2 separate regions of the Oryzias latipes genome follow, and region 2 is linked to region 1. A link is a contact called in public Hi-C data. All regions are on one chromosome and are shown on one strand. Each heading gives the region's core, a stretch centred on a gene start, on an enhancer-like site or on the middle of the called end of the contact. The rest is flanking DNA. Distances are from core to core; before and after follow the strand shown. Region 1 has its middle 13 kb from the start of LOC111947361. Region 2 holds the start of hes1 (hes family bHLH transcription factor 1).

Region 1 (7,651 bases), core at 1,985-4,484:
TAAAACAAATCAAACCTTCATGATAATCTCTAAGGATAAACATACCTGTTAAAAAACTTTAATGGCAAAACAAATAATAAAAAAATAAACTACTGCCCACTAGATGGTAGTACTTCCTTCTCCAGAGCAACACACATTCACATAATTGTTGATGTTATCACCATACATTATCAGAGGATACATCACCAAATCCACAACCCACTCTACTGTTTGATACATGTCTGTCAAAAATACTGACTTCTGAAATAATTTAGGTTAACCCTTGTGCTGTCTTAGATGACACCACCCTTACATTGACGTGTTCTCCTTACCATGACAAAGGTGGATAAAGATTTCATGTAATCCATGGAAACCAGTGCAGATCACAAATCATTGAAGAAAAAAGGTTCAGCGCACTGTCTAGTGGGGTCTAGATGACCCAACTCCCAATGTCAAAGTGCCTAGGACAGCACAAGGGTTAATAAAGATCTATCGTAAAGATATGAAGCACTCTTTCTGAGGAATCGCTGTATAGTTGTGGTATTCTGACGGTCACATGACGCCTACCACAGCTTCATCTGCCATGGATTTGAGAAATGCTTTATCTGGTTAAGAAGGCTGATTTGTACATTGATCATCTGACAGGATTTTAAACCACACAGACGTCACAAATTTTCCTTCAAAAGACATTCCTGAAGTTTATGCTCTTCATTGGGTGTCGATGACAAAACGGGGGGCTGAAAGGGAGGCTGCCCGCTCTGTTTGAGGCCTGTTTCAGCTTAAGCACAAAACAAGTGTGATGAGTGACATAAGCTTGTCCACATGCTTTAGAACCCACAGTCCAAACAAGGAGGGTTTGAATGAAAAGAACTACATCCTTTACCTTTACTTCCTCATAAAATTTTTGTGTTCTCAAGACAAAAAAAAAGAAGGTCCAGGTGCTCTCCTGTGTCTCTTCTGCTTAAACTTTCTCCATCCCCTGTAAGAATCTTTTCCAGCCCAGTGGATCCGGACACTCGTCCAGGAGAAACAAGTGATTGGGGGTGGGTGAGAGGGCACAGATGGTTACATCTAGAATACGTCAGACACAAATCCACAATGCGTGAAAGGTCAGGGGTCCCCAGAGACGACAAGCTCCACAAACCTGAGTGAAGGATGACTTGAGGTTTCTAAAGGTTTTGGAACAGCTTTTTAAGGCCCCCTGTGCTAAACTTCAGAAGATCTGTTAAGACGTGGAACATGAGAAACTTCAAAAGGATGTCAGGAGGATAAAAAATTAGTTTTCTGATGCACTCTTTAGAAGACTTTCAAGATAAAAATTTGGAAAAAACATTTCACACACTTCACTATAGTTTAATTATCATGATAAGAACTAAATAACTTTGCTGAACGACTTGAGAAATTTCATAAAACCTTCTCACGATTTTTTGATTGAACTCCACTTAAGGAGCAGCTCAAGTAAGTCAAAGCAGTTGATGCTTCCATTCTCCAATTTGACGTCTTCTATCCTTAATTTTTTTCCTGCTGCATGGTAGACAAAGCTTTTTTTTTTCAGAGTTTCTGAAAGACACATTCTTTCAGATTTTTATTATGATTCAGGGACCAAGAATTAAAAGTAAAACTTTTAATAACCATCAGATTGAGCTGAATTGAAGATCCAAGTACATGAAAACAGAAAGAGGACGTTCTGGCCTTGTCTGCCGCCTTAAGATTCATAAAGTACAAAAGTCAGAGAACCTTCAGCGACGCGGTGAAGTTTTATGATGCAAATCTCTGTGATGAAAAAGGCTTTCCAGCTTTTGGAGTCCTTGGTTGCACTAATTGAATTATCTCTTTTGTTGGCTCCAGGCATCGAGCGACATAAAGAAAAGCAATAGAGAGAAATAACAAGTGTCTGTCACCAACCTTCCTGTGTGTATAAAGTTATCTGCAAGTTTCTTTTTTCTATTTCTGAAGTGGCTTAAATAAATCAGCAAAATGGATATTTATCATGAGATTGTGCAAACTAGAAAAGTGGCAGAGGTTTGATGTCATCGGGGTAGAAACAACCTAGATAAAGTAAAAAGAAGAGGAGAAAACATGCAACAACAAGGCTAATTTCCCAATTACTTCCACTAATTGCTGCCTCCTGAGGAGAGGTTAAGAGAGACAAGTCAGAGCCTTCATGGGTGCTGCCAAATTGTAATCCATCCTGCAGTCTAATCAAGTTATATCAACCATTTCCCCATCAGGGGGCCCCAAAGCTGACACTTCCAAAAAGATACCCAGAGAGCGACAACAATTTTTAGCAGCAGGATACAAGAGCAGGGCAACCATGAATGCTACCTGCAGCTGATGCTCTAACTGGACACTCCACCCCAGTTGCCCTGGATGTGGCTTGGAGATGAAGGCAACATTCCCATCATTCAGCTCTGCACACAAGAGTGGAGGGGAACACTTTGTTAGTAACTTTTGTGGTGGAGATCGGAGACTGCAGACCCCCTGTGGTGGTGTAGGGGGACACAAGGTCAGGTTTTAAGAGTTGTGCAGTCTTGCCTGGGGAGTAGGTTAATGTTCTGTTATTCTGGGGTCAGAAACACTCCTTCACTCCCGCGCATCATCAATCAATGTTGACTACCAGCTCTGTCATAAACTCTTCACGTGGTATAGTTGAATTTGCTCACACATGTCTTAAAAATTTAAGAAAAATAGAGTTACGCTGTGCTATCAGTTTAATTCGCTAAGAAGAAACATTTCAAGGAAACATGTACTGAATTTGAAGGTTTACAAGTAAAGCCGACCTTCAAAGGGCCGACAGAGTTCACAGGTGAGTGCAGGCGGTATCATTACAACCTGACACAGTACGGGCAATGTTTAGCTCAGCAAAATTACCACATTTTCCGTCCCTATGCATGCAAACTCAGAGTCGTATGTATACACAAACCACCCCCTAACAGCACCAATAGCTGAGATGTTATCAAAAGGCTGGTTTTGAGTTTATGAGTAGTTTCATTCCCACTTAAGTGCAAAGAAGAGGTTTTCACAGCAGCTCATAAATGCAATTATGTATTCATTGACAAGTGAGGAGTGTGCTGAATTAATCCCTCCGCTCCACTCTTTTCCTTATCTTAAAACTCTGCTTAATGGCGTGATGACTGGTTTCTATTGTTTGTAATTGGGGCTGTCTAGGCTCGTGGGGGCAGTGTGGAGGGGTCGGAACTGGGCAGGTATGGAAGAGCCCACCGGGGGGGCTAACCTTTGAACCTGTTCTGGAGAGGGACCCGGATCTTTCCAGCAACACAATACTTATAGCATCCAGCCTTCAGTGGCTGCCTGCTGCTACCCATAATGAAGCTCTTTGCCTGGGTCCCTGTAGGCAAAAAGGCCCCCTGGAGCGCTGACTGCCATCCGGAGGTCTTTCACCACTTTTCCCCCTCTGCCTCCGGCTGCCTCCTAGAAGAGAGGAAAAACTCAATACGAGAGAAAGATACAAGGGATACAATGGCCTTTGGAGGGCATCTTAACCCGCAACCAACAGTGTCAACATCTGTGGCAAGCGGTTTGCTGGATAGACGCCGTGTCCACCATGCACAAAAAAGGACCTTTTCCTTGTGGGCAGTCACACTGAAAAGGCTACAGTGTTGTTTTCTATGAGAGGGATTTGGTTCCCGTCTCTTTTCAACTGCAGTTGAACCGCACTGTGGCCCGGGTGAAGCAATTTTGTGTCAACAGAGAGTTGGGGGGCAAAAGATAAAGCAAAGTCTTCAGATCCAAGCCTTTTTACCCCGGGACCAGTTCTTTCAGAGGGGGAAAGAGATCATTGTCGAGCACGAAGAAAACGCATGCATCAAAGTCGGCAGGAAGCGTGGCTTGGATTGAGAAAGTGAGAAGTTCATGTTGAAAGGAGGGCACAAAGATGGACACGTGTTTTTCTGAGTGTGTGAAGGCCACACACCAGCTCAGATGTGTGGGAGTGTGTTGGATCCTCATGGGCTGTCTTGGAAGGACAGTGTCCTGTTCTGTGCTCCTCTATTTTATCCCCTGTCAAGCGTGTGGTCTCCTGTCATGTGAACACACTGCCAGCATAAAGGATCTCTTCATCTCTCTTTTTGAGCTCTCTTTTGCATCCTGATGTGAAAAGGGTTCATTCACTGAGGCTGTGACTTCTAACTCCCACTCATCCCAATTTTATCAGTTACTGCCAATTGGATGTAACTGGGAGCTTGTGGGAATCCAGGTGCTTATCATTAACGCTTCCTCTATGTGGTTTGTGAGGATACGCTGGAGGAACTATGTGTCATGTTCCTGCTTGTCTGCAAGGGATTCGCCAAACCGCGCTCACCCCTTTGGTGCACAGCATGCAGACACTCACGCAATTACACACATGCACACATGCATGCCTGCGGTGAGGCTGCAGACTGTTGTCGGGGCAAAACATTCAACAGTACTTTATATTAAATGTCTTTTGGGTGTGTAAGTTGAATTGCCACTGTATGATGATCCAGCAGTCCCATAGTTCTTTTCACTGACATGTGCTTTGGGTCAGCTTATAATATTTCTTTCAGATCAGTAATCGCTTTCAGCGTCACTCAGATAATCACACAGCTTCACATTTGAAAGCAGGAATTCATAGTACTTGAAGCCCTTCAAAGAAAATGGGCTAATGACAAACAAAGGCAGACTTTGAGGCACTGTATCATCTGAGAGCTAAATCTTCCAGAAAACCCACATCCTGAAAAGTCACTGCCGCAACAAATATGTAACTCGAGTTGGACTTCCTCTGGACGTTTCAGAAGTGACACAAATAGACACATTCATGCTGAGATCAAAGTTGTGTGCATGTTGGTGCAGACTGAGGGAGCAAAGATTTACTTTAAAGGCTGCACCCTTGGATGACTTTCAAAACAGGCGTGTAGACCCAACAATCCTAATTTTTAATGACCACACACCGACAAATGAGGTCAGACCACATTTTTATTTGGTTGAAATTGATTTGGAGGAGCGCGGGAAAATACAACAGAACTGTGGGGCTGAATAAAGAACTTAAAAAAAAACAACCATACAGACACTAAATTTCACACAGAGTAAAAACTCATAAAACAAAACAAATCATCAGGGGGTGTGATGGTATAAACAAGATATCTTTAGGCTCTCAGTCAAATATCAAGTTCTGTTCATCATCACACCTGGAGAGGACCAGAGCACAAGGTGCACCTTTGTTCTGCAACATTGTACTTGGAGATGTTTGGTAGCATTAGACATGGCTGAGCTAAGATGAATGTCTGTTGAGGTGGGGGTGGTGATTAAGGACGCAGAGGTTACATACTCTTAACTGATCAGGTCTTGCATCCTTTACCCCCCTAGAGTTTCTTATTTCCAGCATATAATCCCTTTTCCATTCCCTTGCTTGTCAAGCATTTAATGACTGTTACAATAATTGCTTCTGAATGACCCCCAGACCCACCTAACATGACTGGCTTTAGGACCCAATCCAGTGAAAATAGTGTTTTTAACCCTTGTGCTATCTTAGATGACCCCACCCTTATATTGACGTGTTCTCCCTACCGTGACAAAGGTGGATAAAGGTGGAAAGATTTCATGTAGTCCATGGACACCAGTGAAGATCACAAATCATTGAAGAAAAAATGTTCAGCGCACTGTCTAGTGGGTTTAGATGACCCAACTCCCAATGGTAAAGGGCCTAGGATAGCACAAGGGTTAACATGTCCATGTGGCATTTTTCTGATGATGGAGGACAAATATAAAGAAAACTCAGATTAAAATGGCATTTCTGAGTATTTCATTATTGAAATTGTTGTGAAGCAGGAGCAGACGAAAAAAAATGCAGTTTGAAAAAGCTTTAAACTGTGACGTAGATGCTATATTTGTCAGTCCGCAAGCTCCCTGCTCTGCTCCATGCTTATGCATCCACTTGGAAACAAGTAGACCCGTGTACGTCTTAGTTTTCCTCATCCGAGCTGGCATCTGGCACCAAAATGTATGGTTGGAAAGCTCCAATATTCCTTGCCAATTGTGTTGTATCTGTAATACTATGTTGGGGTTGTAGGAGGCTGTAAGCTAGTGAAAACAGATGGATAATTGGAAATCGGGGTGGGGTTACTCCACGTAAACAGTTTCGCCCACAACTCAGAGGGTAATTTCAAAGACCTACTGCTGATGTGCAGAAACTTTTTTCTGGAAAGCGTCAGGTTCTTAAATTTTGGCTTAAAACGGCACAAATCGTAAATAAAAGACCACTGGGAATGATTTTACAATAGTTTCAAAGATGATTGGGGTGGAACTTCAACAATTTTTCTGTAAACAAATATTACTAAAGAGTGATAAAGTCACCATTAATTGTTCCTCTTGTTAGCCGAGTATTAAAAAAATGACTAAACAGAAACCCATCAGGGCTGCATGATGCAAACGGATTTTCGTGACTAAGAAAAATGAACAACACATGGTGAGTTAGGTCCAATGAAGAGAAAATAAAAAGAGAGCACCGTAAAAGGTCACTTAAACAAGAGCGCAAATTTGTAGGGAAACTGTAAAACACGGCAGCGGTGGGAAGAAAAACCATAAACGGGCCAGTTGTTTCTGGGGGTACTTTATATGCCACAACAAATGGCAATCTGAATGGCTGTTTCTCCTTTCCTCCTTCAACTCTCCCAGGACGGCAAAGCATGCTCAAAATACACCCTGGTTCAGTTAGAAACCACAAAGCACCCTCCTGTTAGGATCAACCTTAACGAGGCAGGAGGTGTGTCTGCGTTTAGGCAGAGGATAACACCTGGACCAGCTGCCAGCCATAAAGTGTGAACGCTGTCAGAGACCATTAAAGCGCCTCCTGGGCAGCTTTCTTGCTTCCTTTCCTTCAAACTCCAGCAAAGCCTCCAAAATCACTTAACAGCATCCTCCTTTTATAGACCTTCAGCAGACTTCAAGCTGCATAAATTTGGGCATTTACATAGCGGGAATGCTCGTGTGATACCACAAACAAACACACACATACACAAAATAACGCATATGTCTGTGCATTAGAGGCTGAGAGAGGAACTGCAAAGTGTAATATTTGTAGATATCACGAGAGGCTTCTTCATCCAGTCAACTCTTTTTGATTTTTCTGTGTCGCGCGTCTCTTACGTCATCAACCCACGTCCGTGTGTGTAATGACACCGGATGTTACATCCCCCTTGTTTTAAACTTTTAAAATTTTAGTACATTGTCTTTGTCCGTATCTTTACAACATGTAGTAACAGAATCGACGAACAGTTCTGGTTGCTGCTCATCCTCCATGACCGTATGCATCTTTCTGGGCTTGTATTTAGAGTTTTTTTACTGTCTTTGTGTTCTGCACATCTTCACGAAGTGGTTAAGCTTCTTACATATGTTGCACTGGTGTCCCTTTGCTGGACAGTCCTCCATGTGGCTGTGTTGTCTTCCACATGCTCCACATTCTGTGTTTGGAGCAGTCGTGCTGCCATTATTACCTTTAAAACCGAGGATGAGACGAGCTTGGCGTATAGTTTTTGACTCATTGCATGAGCAGACTGGGTGGAAGTGTTGGGAGTGGCACCTGCCATTACTTTTAGTTGCTGCTGAGACAGCTTATGTGATTTCACGATGTTGATCACTTTTACTCGAGTAAGGTTGGCTTAACAAACACTGTTCTGTCTCTGATCATCCCAACGCT
Region 2 (7,651 bases), core at 2,320-4,819, 44 kb after region 1:
CGGCGGCTGGCAGCAAGCCGGGCCTGCGGAGGGGGGTTCGCCTCTTTCTCACGACCTCTCAGGTTCCTGCGCTCATCTGGGAGCTATTCATTTCCTGCCAGAAAACAGCCTTCCCCTGCAACTGCAAAAGGAGGAAGGGGGTGGAGGGAGAGCAGAAAGGGCTGGGAGGGAGAACAGTTTGGCTTCAAAATAAGTCCAGGGCTTGGTACAGCAAGCCCTGGACTTAAATCATAAAGCTCTTGCTTGTCTGGGCCGCAATCAAAGACAGCCCCAGTGATGGGCTGGGAGAGAGAGGCAGAGCAACACAGGATGACTGTAGTAGGGAGAGTAAGAGAGTGGACCATATGGTAGCACTTACAGAGGCAAGGAGGAAGCATAGGATCCCCCCACCTCCTCTTTGCGCTCCCTGCATGCATGCGGAGTGTGGGAAAAGTTAATGGACAGGCTTGGCGGCTAACCCCCAAGTCGTGTTGTGACATGTGTGCGGTCACTCCAACAGCTCGGCCACTGCAAGGGGAAAATAAGGAGGCTCGTAAAGCTGCTCCCAGGAGGAGTGAGAGACCAGAAAACGTCTGGTTGTGTTGGGAGGGCGGCTCAGCAGCTGGGTGTTGTCCGGGTCACAACACGTGCCTTCCCAGACGTCCTGTGTCCAGCTGTGGCCCCAGGGGCAGGAAGCTCTGCATTGGTGCAGCTGGAATGCTGTGGGAGCCTCGTGTAGGGCTCGTTCGGAGATGGGATGCTGACTGCTACCTTGTATGGAAGACCTTTCCTCAAACATCTACCCCCCCTTAATCCATTTTACCTCCCCCGTGCCTCGTGTCCACACGCCGCGTCCCGCACGCACAGAATCACATCCATGCATTCGGGCATAGGCGCACACATGGTTTCAATCAAACAGTGATGCGTGGCCCCCCTATAAAAAGGTGTGATGGAAATTCAAAATGATGGCACTTATCCACACTTTTTGCCTCTTAGCACACTGATAATTGCAAACACCTGTGCCCCCACACCCCCCACGCACACACCACCTTCAAAGGAGGGCCACACTCAGATAGCTGGAGGGGGCATGCACACCTGGGCAGAGCAGAGCGCTACCACATGGCTCAGTGGCAATGTGTTAAACATGTATCCTCTTCTGTCAAGCCCCTAACCAGCACCAAGGACCTCCCTAAGCTCTGATTAAAGACACATCCTAAGGCTTCTCTTTGTGGCACACAGCAGAGGATCAGCATTGTTGCCACAGTGGCAGCTCGGTTATCAATTAATGATGATCCAAATGAGATTACAAAAATAAAATCATTTAAATAAAACTTCAAAACTGTCCTTTGGGTATATTTACACCACAAAACAAGTCAAAAAGCCCCCGCTGATTATAAAACATCCACTCATCAACAACATTGATCCTCCAACACCCCTATTGTTGCAGTTCTTTTGTCTGCTGCTAGATGGCGCCAGTGACTCCCTTAAAAGTCCAACATTTTTCAAGAGACTGAACAGCTGGAAATCAGAGGGAAACACCGCCAACAGATGATCTCCCTCCTGTTACTGATTACATGCAGTTCCTCTGGTTCCCATTCATTTATGCAGCCAATGGCATCACCGAGCTTGTTTGCTGGCACTCCAGGACAGTCTAACTTAAATTATGTTTGTCTGACAGTAAAAAAAATGAACCTTTCAATAAAACAAGTTTCCTGATGTCAAAAGGTATCTATGCATAAAGAAACAAAAACTTTTGTTAAGTTTGCTTTTGATTTTTCAAGTTTTACTCAATTTCCACTACCTTATTTTTCTACAAGACTGAAGATGTCCCTAAAACATTTGGACATTCTTGGTGCAGAAACGCCCCCCAAAATCCACTTTTTAAGCTCCTATATGCACAAATGTAACAATATTTTACATTTTTGTCCACAGATGTGTTTTATGGTCAAAAATATTTAATTTGGTTGATGTCACGAACTAAGATTTCATATTTTTAACTCAAGTTTTGTCCTGGAAAATACACTTCAGAAACTTTTTCCATGCACAAAAGCAGTACTTTCACATTAAAATCTCAGCTTTAACTTGGAGTAATGGACAAAGAAGTGAACTTAAAGTCTGTTCCATTTGATATGATAAAAAACTGACTTTTCAACATTTTTTTTTTTTTACAAATTTATTTGTCTTCCAAAACGAAGAACAGGACAGCATCAAACATGTCTTTGGCGTCACACAGTAGAAAAGACAACTCAAATATATATATTTATATAGCCTATAAAAATGCAGTGAACGAACTTCCACAATACAAATCTCATTTCAATATGAACTTTAGTCCCTTGTTAGCTGTACAAATATAGTGCATACTCTTCATTTTACAAGAAAAAAAAAAGAAAAGTCTATCATGATGACATGTTGAACTAGAGAGTATGTTTTCAGTCACTCCTCCACCTCTCACCACGGTCTCCACACTGAATCAGTGGTTCCTGACGGGGCTCCCGGGGAAACGGCAGCCGGGACAGACACCGGCGTGCTGACGTTGTTGGCGTACACGGGGATAACGGGGCCGTTCGGCGCAAACGCCGCGTTGGGAATGAGGAACGCAAACTGTCCATCTGTGGCTGGCACGATCTGGAAGCCCCCGTAGACTTTGGTGGCGTCCGAAGGCAGTGCGGCCGGCGAGGAGCCGCCTTTACAGGACGCCGGGTTCATGGGCAGGATCTGCGGGGACGAGCTGGGGATCTGCACCATGGGCTGGCTGAAGGACGGGTGCGTTGGCCCCGCGGTGGATGGGAGCGGATGCTGGTGCTGATGCTGGCTGGGGTAGTTCATGGCGTTGATCTGGGTCATGCAGTTGGCCAGGTGGCCGAGGAGCCGCGTCCTCACTTCGGTGTTGACCCCCTCGCACGTGGACAGAAAGCGGGTGACTTCATTCATGCATTCACTGAATCCGGCGCGATATTTCCCCAAAACAGAAGGGTCTGTGTTCAGAGCAGCTGCGGCGAGACAAACATCTGAGTCAACACAGGCATGTAGAGTCTGGAGTCGTGTTTTCTAGTCCAGATGATTACGTTAAGCAACAGATCGGATTGTAAAATTAGACCTACCGGTCATCTGAGCTCTCTGGAGGTTCCGGAGATGCTTCACCGTCATCTCCAGGATGTCCGCCTTCTCCAGCTTGGAGTGTCTGGAGCTCTGCAGCGACGGAAACACACCTGGTCAGCATTACGCGCCAACTATCTGACAAGAAACGCTTTGAAATCGACCGATAACCGGAACACTTACATCTTTTTTGAGAGCATCTAGGATGAGTGTTTTCAGTTGACCCAAGCTCTCGTTGATCCTGGCTCTTCTTCTCTTTTCCATGATTGGCTTTGAGGACTAAATAAAACAAAATAATATACGTCATGATTCGGATCCGAACATTTCTGGATCGATGCGCACCAGCTGAAGAAGAACGAGAGCGCATTTCTGATGAAATGTACCAACCTTTCTGTGCTCCGAGGCTGTCTTGGGTTTGTCGGGAGTTGTGTTCATGCTTGCCGGGGTTGCAGCGACCGGAGAGGATGAGTTTTTTTCCATCATATCTGCAGGCATCTTCTTATTAGAAATATCCCACAATTAGGATCCACTGGTTTAGGAAATGAGTAAATTGATGCGCTCAAACTGGCAAAAAGTCCCTTTTTCCTTTGAATTAAAAAAGGACAAATAAAAATCCTGAGGTATGTATCCGTCAGAGCGATGCGCGCGGCGGCTGCGCCTCAACCAGAAGCAGATCTGTCTGATAGACTCTTCTTGTTGCATGTATTTATATCTCACCCTGCACGCGAACGGCTCGTGTGAAACTTCCCAAACTTTCTTTCCCACAGTAACTTTCTACCAATCAGGGCGAGGGACACGCGGCCCGAGAGAGGACGGCTCGTGGTCGGCGCCCTCCCATTGGTTGTTTGGCTGCCGGAGCTGGCGGCCAATGGCGCACGGCCCGAGTTCAGGGCGCAGCCGAGGAAACTGCCTTCAGTCTTCAATCATCGCGCCGTTTCCATATTAACAGTGGAGCCGCTGACTGGGCATGACTTTTAGTCTGCAAGGCTTGTGATAACAAGAGAAACATCTTTGTGTTTAGACACATTAAAATGACTAATAACTTTATGTTTTTAAACATGAAAAGTGGTGCGCGTTTTTTTTAGGGGAAGAAAATAGGGCTCTTATCCTGGCTTTAGGCTGCGGTTATAATCAATTTAGTAAAGAAAACATCTCCAAAAGCCCACGAGGGGAGCACATGAGGGGGTGAACACGCACGCAGAGACACGGGATCATCATTTCTCTGCAGAAACATTTCACTGACAAAAGTTTGCCACTTAATCATCTGTCCGTGTTGCGAATGTGGAGCACGTGCCAGGATGTTTTATGAGCGCGGTGGTTGGAGGTTTGGCCGCCGGGCTGCCGGGGGGCCGCCGGGCCAGGGGAGGGCATGTGGCGGCGGCAGTGGTTTACATTAGAGGGGAAGGTAAATAGCAGCTGCTGTTTTAAAAGCCTGGGAAAACCACGCCTACGGAGAGAGCTGGATCGGGCTCCCTTATCGGAATGTGAGCCAGAGCAGAGATATTTCTGAGCCTGGAGAGCTCACACGATCACACCGCTGCCGCCGCCGCCCCCCCCCTTTCCTCCCCCTTCCCGCCTGTAGCCGCCCCACGGCGTTCAAGGCTTTTGAAGATATCAGGTCATAATTTCATTTCCTTATCTTTATTGTTAGATAGACGTAAGAGCAGACGGGCAAAAGTGAGTGAAATAACTCCGACAATTGCCTTCTGAAGGTTTATTGACGAGCAGCAGCTTTGTGTTCCTAAAGTTGTGCAATCCAACACAATAAAGTGTAACCATGAGTTCAGGGGATTTGTGAATGTTTTAACCAGCTTCCCTGGGAATAAAAGTGGAACAATAGGAGGCACTGTCTGGGCTTTTTGTTGTTGATGTTGCAGACCAGTCAAGTGAAGTTATCAGTGACACAGCAACAGTCACACATTGACGTTCTGCGCGCGGCTCTGTGCGCTCGCGCACCTCCAGCTGCTGGAAAGACCGCGACACGTGGCGCGCAGGCGACCGGGGGAAGGCGCTCTGCTCGCCGGCTTGCCGCCTGGATCTGCGGGGCGTCGCCAAGCGGTTGCCTGCAAGATTTAACAGTGATAGACAACACTGCTGCGCACTACAACCTCTATAGTTAAAAACAACTCAAGATGGGCTACTTTTAATCCAACTTCCAACATTTTTCTGTGTTATTTCAACTCCGGAAAAATACAACAACAAATAGATTTAAAATGAAACCAATATAACCGCAAAAATATAACCCCAAAAATGTGTATTGCTTCAAAAAGTATCCTAAAAATATATGCCAACATGAATATCCAATAATTGGGTTGAACAAATGTGTTTGAAGAGTACTGTGAGGGGCTTTGAAGCCTGCAGTAAACTTAAGGAAAAGATGATTCAGGGTCATCTTCAAACTGAGATTACTTCTATGCTAAAAAGATCCATCAAAATTTTCTGTATGAAGGTTGACTTGACCGCCATAGCTATGATTAAACATGCTGATTTCATGTTTCAGCCTCAAGTTTCAAAAGGAATCTGGATGTGCTTTAATCTGCTGTATTTCAGCCAGATGAAGGCAGAAACATCACTGAGTCCACCAGTCTTGTGCATAAATGCCAATTTTGGCAGACTCCATGCATGAGCCTCTCTGTCCCACACATCACAAACATTCCCTTTTGTTGTGGACTGCACACCTGAGTCATTTAGTCCCACACAATGGCACTGACAGAGTTCCCAAACAAGCCCATTGATGGTCTGTAGACAGAGTGCAGGTTTTGAAACTCTTTTCGCCTGAATGACTTTCTCACGCTCATGTTGCAAGAGGTCTCCAGCAGTGAACTGAGTCAGGGTGCTCTGTCCTTTTCCTTGCGAGTCTTGTTGGGTGCACCTGGGCAGGTCCCGGGAGTTTTCCTGATGGGTGTCCCAGAGAAATCTGTGGGAAACGACCGAAGCTGAACTCTGCTGTCTTTTGTTCAAGCTTTTGATCACATGAAAGATAGAGTTTGATGCAAAACACAATCTGGCAGCTGTAAGGGCAGCAGTGTAGGACCAACATGCTAATTCACAACAATTGCTTTTTTTTCTTACTCTTTTTCTTATCCTTATTAACCCTATTATATTACCCTTCCTCCTCTACTACTCTTATCTCCCGCTTCCTCTTTTTTTTCATTCCTCTGCTTCTTTCCCACCCCTCATATCTTTATTGGCCTCTTGTTAATGCACCGCCATGCACTGCAACAATGCAATCAGTGAAAGAGATAGTGGGGCTAAAGTGTGACTATGTGCATTTGTGAAGATGAGATAAAAAAAAAAGTGTGGCATGCCATCACCCAATTCCCTCTGCCTTTAACCCCATTGGTGGATACCAGGAAGTGCTGCTGGTGAACCAAGAGTGGCAACACTGATTGTGTTCAGTTGAAAAGCAGAGTAACTTCAACGTCCAACATTGCATTGCTGTATGACCTCTGTCCTGGATGTTTCCCGTAGATACCATTACTAAACTGAGGGCAGCACTTTCATGACATCACTGTTGAAAGAGGTTGCAAAGCTGCAAATGACCCATCTACAGTGACGAGTCAACACTGATTAAGAAAATTGAAAACACTCCAGAAATCCTTCAATCTCCCCTTTGGTTCTTTTTCTGATGAGATTATGACATTTGAACTTTTTTTTCTTGGTGACAATCATAAGTTTACCTAACAGCTAATGACAATTACATAATTGCATTCCACACACTTTTGATTACTACAAGAGAGTGTTAAAGACCCACTCCGATTAAAATAGTGTGTGTGTTTTTTTAACATGTTCTCGTAGCATTTTTCTTACGGATGAATTGTAAAAATAACAATAAGCTTAAAATTGTGTTTCTGAGTACTTCTTTATTCAAATTGTTGTGAATCACGAGCAAACAAAAAACGCCTTTGGAAAACATGTCTAGAAGGGACGTAGGTGCGACAGTCGGTAGGCTACAAGCTCCCTGCTCCCTGGCATCCATTTCAAAACTGTACAGCTGGGTAGCTCCAATATTTGCTGCCATTTTTGTTCCATTGGTAATGTTATGTTGGGGTTGTGAAGGACTGTAAGCTAGCAGTAAACTGTGTAAAAAGATGAATGATGGAAAATGGAGGCAGGCTTATTCCACCCCAACAGTCCAGCCCTTAACTCACAGGCAAATTTTTAATGAACTCCTTCCGTTCCGAAGAAACTAAATCCTAGAAAATGGCACTTTTTTTTTTATTTTTGCTGAAAACGGCATAATCATAACCAAAAGACCACTGGGAACACTTTTACAACAGATCAAAAGATGATCGGACTGGGACTTTAGCAATACAAAGCTAAAAGATAAAAGAAACTGGATTAAGAGTTACATTTCCTGCAGCACATTTTTATTCTTAGTTGTGGACTATAAAGATCAGATGTTAAAAATATATATCATAAAAATCCTCAAAATTCAGAATATTTTAAACTCCCATTGTATTTTAAATTAATTCATCTGGCTTTTAAGGCTTAAAATGTAGTGACATGCTAAGAAATTCAATTACAACTTACAAGCTTTCCCTTTGTTGAAAGAAAGAAAGAAACAAACCTCAGA

Evidence for each region. A called contact is a pair of places that touch in the nucleus more often than the background predicts.
Region 2: a Hi-C map of embryo shows a contact between it and region 1, with 2.0 times the contacts expected there. The contact joins the promoter of hes1 here to the enhancer-like site in region 1. A contact is called at or near these places in 2 of 5 Hi-C or Micro-C datasets (embryo and fibroblasts).

The regions. Positions count from the first base shown.
Region 1 is chr4:12,687,462-12,695,112 of ASM223467v1, forward strand. No RefSeq gene overlaps it. Among protein-coding and RNA genes, the nearest start is that of LOC111947361, 13 kb to the left of the region's middle. Within about 2 kb of position 3,235, at least 2 of the 8 cell types and tissues checked have an H3K27ac peak or open chromatin away from gene starts, as enhancers often do. A contact at or near this core is called in embryo, where this site is marked.
Region 2 is chr4:12,730,869-12,738,519 of ASM223467v1, forward strand. It overlaps hes1 (hes family bHLH transcription factor 1), which reads right to left and starts at 3,570. Exons shown (of 4, transcript NM_001104843.1): 1 at 3,463-3,570; 2 at 3,259-3,354; 3 at 3,081-3,168; 4 at 2,428-2,969. The coding sequence starts at 3,570. The coding sequence ends at 2,428.